2 separate regions of the Gossypium hirsutum genome follow, and region 1 is linked to region 2. Evidence: chromatin contacts called from public Hi-C data. All regions are on one chromosome and are shown on one strand. Each heading gives the region's core, a stretch centred on a gene start, on an enhancer-like site or on the middle of the called end of the contact. The rest is flanking DNA. Distances are from core to core; before and after follow the strand shown.

What was found. Hi-C and Micro-C count contacts between places; a contact is called where the count stands out from the background.
Region 1: a contact with region 2 is called in a Hi-C map of leaf, with 5 times the contacts expected there. The contact joins the promoter of LOC107912554 here to the promoter of LOC107912542 in region 2. A contact is called at or near these places in 15 of 34 Hi-C or Micro-C datasets (anther, fibers, hypocotyl and 2 more).

What each region holds. Positions count from the first base shown.
Region 1 is chrD08:24,058,299-24,061,551 of Gossypium_hirsutum_v2.1, reverse strand. It overlaps LOC107912554 (pyrophosphate-energized vacuolar membrane proton pump), which reads right to left and starts at 1,917. Exons shown (of 9, transcript XM_016840789.2): 1 at 1,573-1,917; 2 at 1,173-1,474. The coding sequence starts at 1,437.
Region 2 is chrD08:23,926,817-23,930,052 of Gossypium_hirsutum_v2.1, reverse strand. LOC107912542 (3-hydroxyisobutyryl-CoA hydrolase 1) reads left to right here and starts at 1,532. Exons shown (of 14, transcript XM_016840760.2): 1 at 1,532-1,729; 2 at 2,111-2,191; 3 at 2,698-2,766. The coding sequence starts at 1,697.

The DNA.
Region 1 (3,253 bases), core at 668-3,167, 130 kb before region 2:
TTTGCTCAAATCAGCTTTTACTATGACAGCAATTCAAGCAAGATAAAAAAAAAGTTACAGCAGTAAAAAAGGAAGGAAACTAAACAAATATTTCAAAGTAAATAAATCATCCATTTCTATATCTTTGTTAAGTAACTCTTTCAGAGTATACAAAGTGAAGAGTTATGGCCACTAGAAACTTAATTCAGGCCCCACATAATTTTTTTTAAAAATTGAAGAGTTCAAACCACTGGGAATTTAAATCAGGCCACATAAAAAGTAAAACTTCCAGATCTATTTTTTCAGTTTTTCTTTCTAAATATATCCAGATCTAGTTCAAGTTCAACGAAAGGGGTTGAATTTCATTAATAAATTTAGTTCCTGAACATTCAGTTTTCCATTGAAATCCAAATCTGAAGACTAATCAGTTGGAACAAATTTTCACATAGTAAGCATGCAATTATGAGGAAATGTCCAAAAGTCTTTCAATGCCATTATGGCTTCTGCTACAAAACCTAAAGTTTAAACCCAAAAAGACAAAAAGGAAAGAAAAAAGCCTAGATCTCAATTATGTTCTCAATGTGCAAACAGAAAATCAACACACCAGCTTAACCATATATTGATTGTAAGATATAATTAATAAATACACGTGGGTCCAAACTCCAAATTACCCCATCACCATACACTTCGATCTGAAGAAAACACTCATTGGAGCACACATTTTTTTATATATATAAATAAAAGATAGCTTGTACATGCTGTAGTTTTTCATGGCTTTTGAATACATAAAATGAATATAAGAATATTTTGTTTTTTAAAAATAAAAACTAAAACTTTAACAAGGAAAGCATGGTGAAACAGAAAACCTCGTGCTCCAAAACTCATTCTTCTAAGTTAAACCACATCACCAAAATTTATACAGACAAACCAAGAAATCCAATATCAATAAATAACATAATATAATGTGAAACTGAAGATCTAAACTTTCACAACATAAAAATCGAAATGTCTCACGACAGCGAGAAAAAAAAAACACGTTTTTTTCCGAGTACCCATTACGGCTAAGTAATTCAAACGTGAAAACCAAAAACAAAAACAACATAAGGAAAGACCGAAAGTTTCTCTTTTTTTTTTTTTTCGAAATCCCAGATCGAAAAAAGCTTTAAAAAATAAAAAGTGAAGAGGGTACCAACCTTCAGAGATGGCGTTTTGGATTTCAGCACATTTAACAACAACATTGTGGTCATTGAGACCTTCTTCTTCTTCAATGAGGTAATCAGCGTAGCCGTTTTTACCAGCGGCACCGTTGTTACCGGGGGCACCAGAGTCTCGACCGGGAGAGAGCTTGACCCGGGAAACGAGAATCCATTGAACGAGAGAAAAGGCAATTCCAATCACGGCACAAACCGGGATCAGGATCTCGGTTCCGAGATCTGGCAAAATCCAGGAGGCCCCCATATCAAACCACCTTCCCCAAAAGAGACGAAATGCAAAGCTGAAAGTGAGAGAAAAAAATGTTTGTCAGCGAGGGGAGGGGAAAATGAGAGAGAGTTTATAATAATTATATACAGGAAAAGTTTGTGGTGAGAATGCCTTTAAATGCTTCGCTGGCCTGAAAGAATGGAAGGGCTAAAGATAGAAAATTCGTTAACGTTTTATTAACTATTTTTTAACTTTGTATATTTTTATTCTCATAAAATGAAGTTTTTATAAGAGATGTCACTCATAAAAGTTGGTTATAAGAGAGTTTATAACTAGTTTTGAAATTAAAGAACTTTTTTTTTTGACAGAATAATGTTGGTTATAAGAGAGATGTCACTCATAAAAGTCGCGTGAGAGAGAGAATCACAAGGTATTTGATCGGTTGGAACGACTTTTTTTTTTTTTTTGCTGTTTTAATTCTATTCCGCAATAACTACTCGTTGCTCTGTATTGTTGAGTGTGATCGGTGCGGTGCAACTTTTTGCTTCTTTAACAAACACAGTTACTACAGGAAGAAGAGTGTTTGAAGCTCATGGTGTGGATTAACCATCCGGTCATTAAGAAAACATCCTTCAAATAAAAATGGTTACTTAATTTTTTTATTTTTGTTTTTTCCCAATTGTTTTAGATTTTTGGGTGTTTTCACTTTTACAAGTAAATAGGTGGACCATATTTTACTACTTTTCATAATTTGATAACCAAAAACAATTCACAACAAACAAAAACAAGAATAATATCTTGGCAATCACATTAAAGCAATCAGACTCAAGAATTACATTAGACCATTTCTTATCTTTTTTTCCCTTGAGCATCCTAAAATTGAGGGCCCCTACTATGAGTTAATGACTCAAAAAGAGCAAGTGAAGTCTTGGAGCACTTGTTGCCAAACCGTTATCAAGTTAGAGGAGGGCCCTCAAAAAGGGAGTGACTGTCAAATTTCCATATATACCAACACATAAGGGCGAGCAAGTTTTAAGAACAAAAAGAACAGAAGGTGCGCATAAATGCTTACCCACCAGTCCTCAAAGCTTGAGAATCCTCCCTCCAAAATCAATACCTAAAACCCGAAACTCCCTAGACTACCTTGGTGAAGGGACAGAAAAAGAGTGCACACTCAACTAACTCCATTTCCTCCTCACATCTCAAACAATTAGGGTTCACTTCCCTCAATCTCTTAACAAGGTTTTCTTTGGTAGCAACCTCATTGTGACAAGATCTCCAAATAAATCTTTTTTATCTTATGAACCACTTTGAGATTCCATAGATGTTTCCATCCCTTATGAGAAAAGCCATTGCCAACATTGGACACACTTAAATTTAAAAAAAAAAAGAATTTAGCTTCTAAGTACATTTATCTCTTTTGTCAAATTGGACCTAATTTTTTTTATCATGTTGATACACAACCCTTCAAATATATCCAAGTTGATGCCTTCCGGATGAAAAAACTAATTAAACTCCTATAGTTTTAAAGATGTTGACATGGTAGCTTACATGGCAATCAACATGTACTTCATTACTGACATGGATAGTTTTTTTATAAAAGAAAAAAAAAGTATGAACTTTTTGAACTTCTTGAAATATTTTAAATTTTTTATTTTTTATTTTTAATTTTTATGAAGTACACATGGACAATCACGCAAGTTACCAAGTTAATGTACTTAAAATTTTAATAGTCTAGTTAGCTTTTCCTTCCAACAAGCAACAATTTGACTAAATTAGAAAGGTTAAGGACTAAAGTGACAAAAATGTATTAAAGCCAAAGTGACAAAAAGGATAAACATTAGGGCTAAAT
Region 2 (3,236 bases), core at 283-2,782:
AAGAAATTTGGGGGAGGATAAAATTGAAAACCTGAAATAAACAGGGAAAAAATGAGTGAAAAGTAAAAACTAAAAATAAAATAATAAAAACAGTTAAATAAATCTGAAGAAAAATTAATTAAACTTAGCTCAGCTTCAGGCACGGGTTTTTCCTCGTCTTTGAACCGATCCTCGAAATTAGATGAACTCCTCTTTTCCAATAAGCTAGTTATAGCTACCAAGGACGCCTCGGACACCAACTCTTCCTTGTGTAAATTAGTTATGGAACGACCTATAACTAACCCTTACTGATCGAACAACCAACGAAACGTTCGTGGTTTAAAACTTTGGCAGCTTTGCTGTTTAGAAGAGCCTAGCTCTAACCAATGTCCTCAACCGCGTGGGACATTTAAATCCGGTTACTACTTCCCTTGACGGAACCAAACAGCAATCCCCACTTGGCACGCCAATGTGTTCACGGAAAACCGATTAGACAATCGATCCTCGGAATTCCAACTGTATGTCTAACCACACTAACTCAAACGACGTCTTTTTTGACTTAGTGTTTATTTGACTTTGTGAGTTGACAAAATCATACTATTAATCCGGAGAAGTAATAAATACTGAAAATTAGGAATTGAATTGTTGGGGTTCGCAACTCACGGACCTTGACGAAGCTAACACCGGCCTAAAGCTGAAATGGATTTAGCTGACTAATGTTTGGGGCATGTTGGAGTTGGGCATATTTGAAGAGGGTTGGATAAATGAAAAAGAAATGTAGGTGGGTAGGTGTAGGTGACGCAAGGTTTGGCTGCTAGTGTTATATTTCTAAGGCAGGAAATTAATAAATGGGAAAAGAAAATAAGGAACTAAAGCCAGCAAATAAAGAAGAAAGGAAAGATTATATTTCAGAAGATGAAAGCTTGATTAAAAACTTGATGAAAAACACTTGATGAATAAATGAACATAGTAGCCCCCTATTTATACTAGTGGCTTTGCCAAATTAAGAGACACTAGAGGAAATAAAATATTTCATGATATAAAAATCCCTACATAATCTCCCACTAAGTAACATAAAATTTCAGCTAATTACATCTTGGAAAAATTCTGCTTTGGCCCACCTTCTTTGCTCCTTTCTTCAATGTAGCCCAATTGTTTCCTTTTTCTTCTATTTATCCCCAAATTGTACCCCTGTATAAAATTTAATATAAACATGAAAAAATCAATGGTGCATTCTCATAAATTGACCAATTAAATTACATAAAATATATATTTTTAGCATTTAATCAGTAGCTGTGATAAGCATTGGGACTTGAGGGAAGTAATGGATTCATTTTTACCTACAACACCAGAGCTCTACTACCAATATGGAGTTGGAAGTTGATTTGTTTAAGCCGTAGAGCTTGTAATTCCAAATGACTTCTCATATAATTATTTCCTTATAATCTAACTAACATTTAAATTCATATATCACAATAATTAATTATTTATTCCCATTTTAGCAAAGGATAAAAATTAATTAAAAACAACGTCATCTTAAGATGATATCTCTAGGCTCTAGCCGGATGGTTAGAATAAGAACCAAGACCCAACCGATAAAGACCTTCGCCTTCTTTATGACCCAATTTTTCTTTTCTTTACATCTATCCTCTCATTTTTTCCCACTTATTTCTCCTCCTTCTCATAACCCAACCTCCTACTTTCAACTTCCAATCCAATGTCTTCCTCCGTTTCTTCCCAACATGATCAGGTCCTTCCCCCTTCTTTTTCCCCCTTTTCTGCAATCTTGGGTTTTTTATTATTATTATTTTAAATTCTGTATTCTAATGTTTTTCTTCACTCCAAAGACTTAATTTGGCATTCCGAAGATCGTGTTTTCTAGGAGATAACCCATAAAACCTTCCCTATCCTCTCTCTCATTGCTTCTCCATAGAGCTTCAATTAACTTAAAATCAATTCCAACTTCCTTTATTGTCTTTGTAATTGAAATAATTTCTTGTTGATTTTCCATTTCAATTACAAATATGTCATTTTTTTTTTGGATAATGAGAATTTCTCCTTGCTTCACTGCGTTAACTAGCTTTGGTAATATTTGGGAAGGTTCACTTATATTTCTTCATTACCTCTGCAGGTTCTAGTAGAAGAAAACTCCTTCGCAAGAATTCTAACCTTAAACCGGCCTAAGCAGCTCAATGCCCTTTCATTTCAGATGGTATGATCTCTTCTTAATAAGCTGCTTAAACTCTTTCAGTATTTGGGAACTACCCCTGTGTCATACAATGAGTTTTAGTACTGTTACTAGTAAAAAAGAATCTCACCTTAAAAAAAAGCTCAATGCCCTTCTATTTTTTATTTTTTAAATTTTTTGCATTTTACCACCTTCTGGAGAACAGTTCCTAGGTGCACCACATGTTGCTTGATCAAATGTCTCTAGCCCGAAAGGTCAAACAATTTTTTATGCTAGTTATTTTTCTAGCTGCTAGTTCTTATGGTCTTCTTTACATGCCTTCTTTGTCAACTGTTGACTACATACGATAACCTATCAAGTTTGTCCTTTACAAGAAAATTGTGTATTCAGGATCTGTACCTTGCACATGCTTTTCTTCTCTATTTCTATGTTATCTGCATGAGTATCATATATTGTCTGTCAAAGACCTTTTGGTCACATTAATTGTTTGAAACATGAAATAGTAATAATGTTATCTCTTTCAACGGCAGATTTCTCGGTTACTAGAACTTTTTCTTGCCTACGAGGAGGATCCTAATGTCAAGCTGGTAATACTGAAGGTACACACCTCCGAAGATACAACTTTAGTATCATTTTTCTTTTACTTCATTGAAAGAAACAACTTGACAAAAGTAAAGATAGTAGCATGGAGTTGGAAGAAATTGAATCTGATGACATTTTTGGGTTGCATATAAGCATGCCTGGTCTCTGATCTTATCTCATTTCAAGTCACTCAATCAGATTGTTTATAATGCCCAATAGAAAGGCTCTATGTTTTTTTGGGTTAACTATCTTAGCACATCAGCTTGGTCATATATAGTCAACGGTCATAACTATGTTTAATTTATAATCTCTGTCAGGATTCCTTTTGGAAGTATGGCCTTACATACCAGCATTACTAGTCATATACGGTTCTTAGGTAAAGGCCAGATAGGAATTTACTTCTCATCTGTGCCACTTAATTGGCAGAGTAAACTTTAAAGGGGTATTGTCTGCTCAGTTTTGATCATTGATATTCCTTAATGTAACC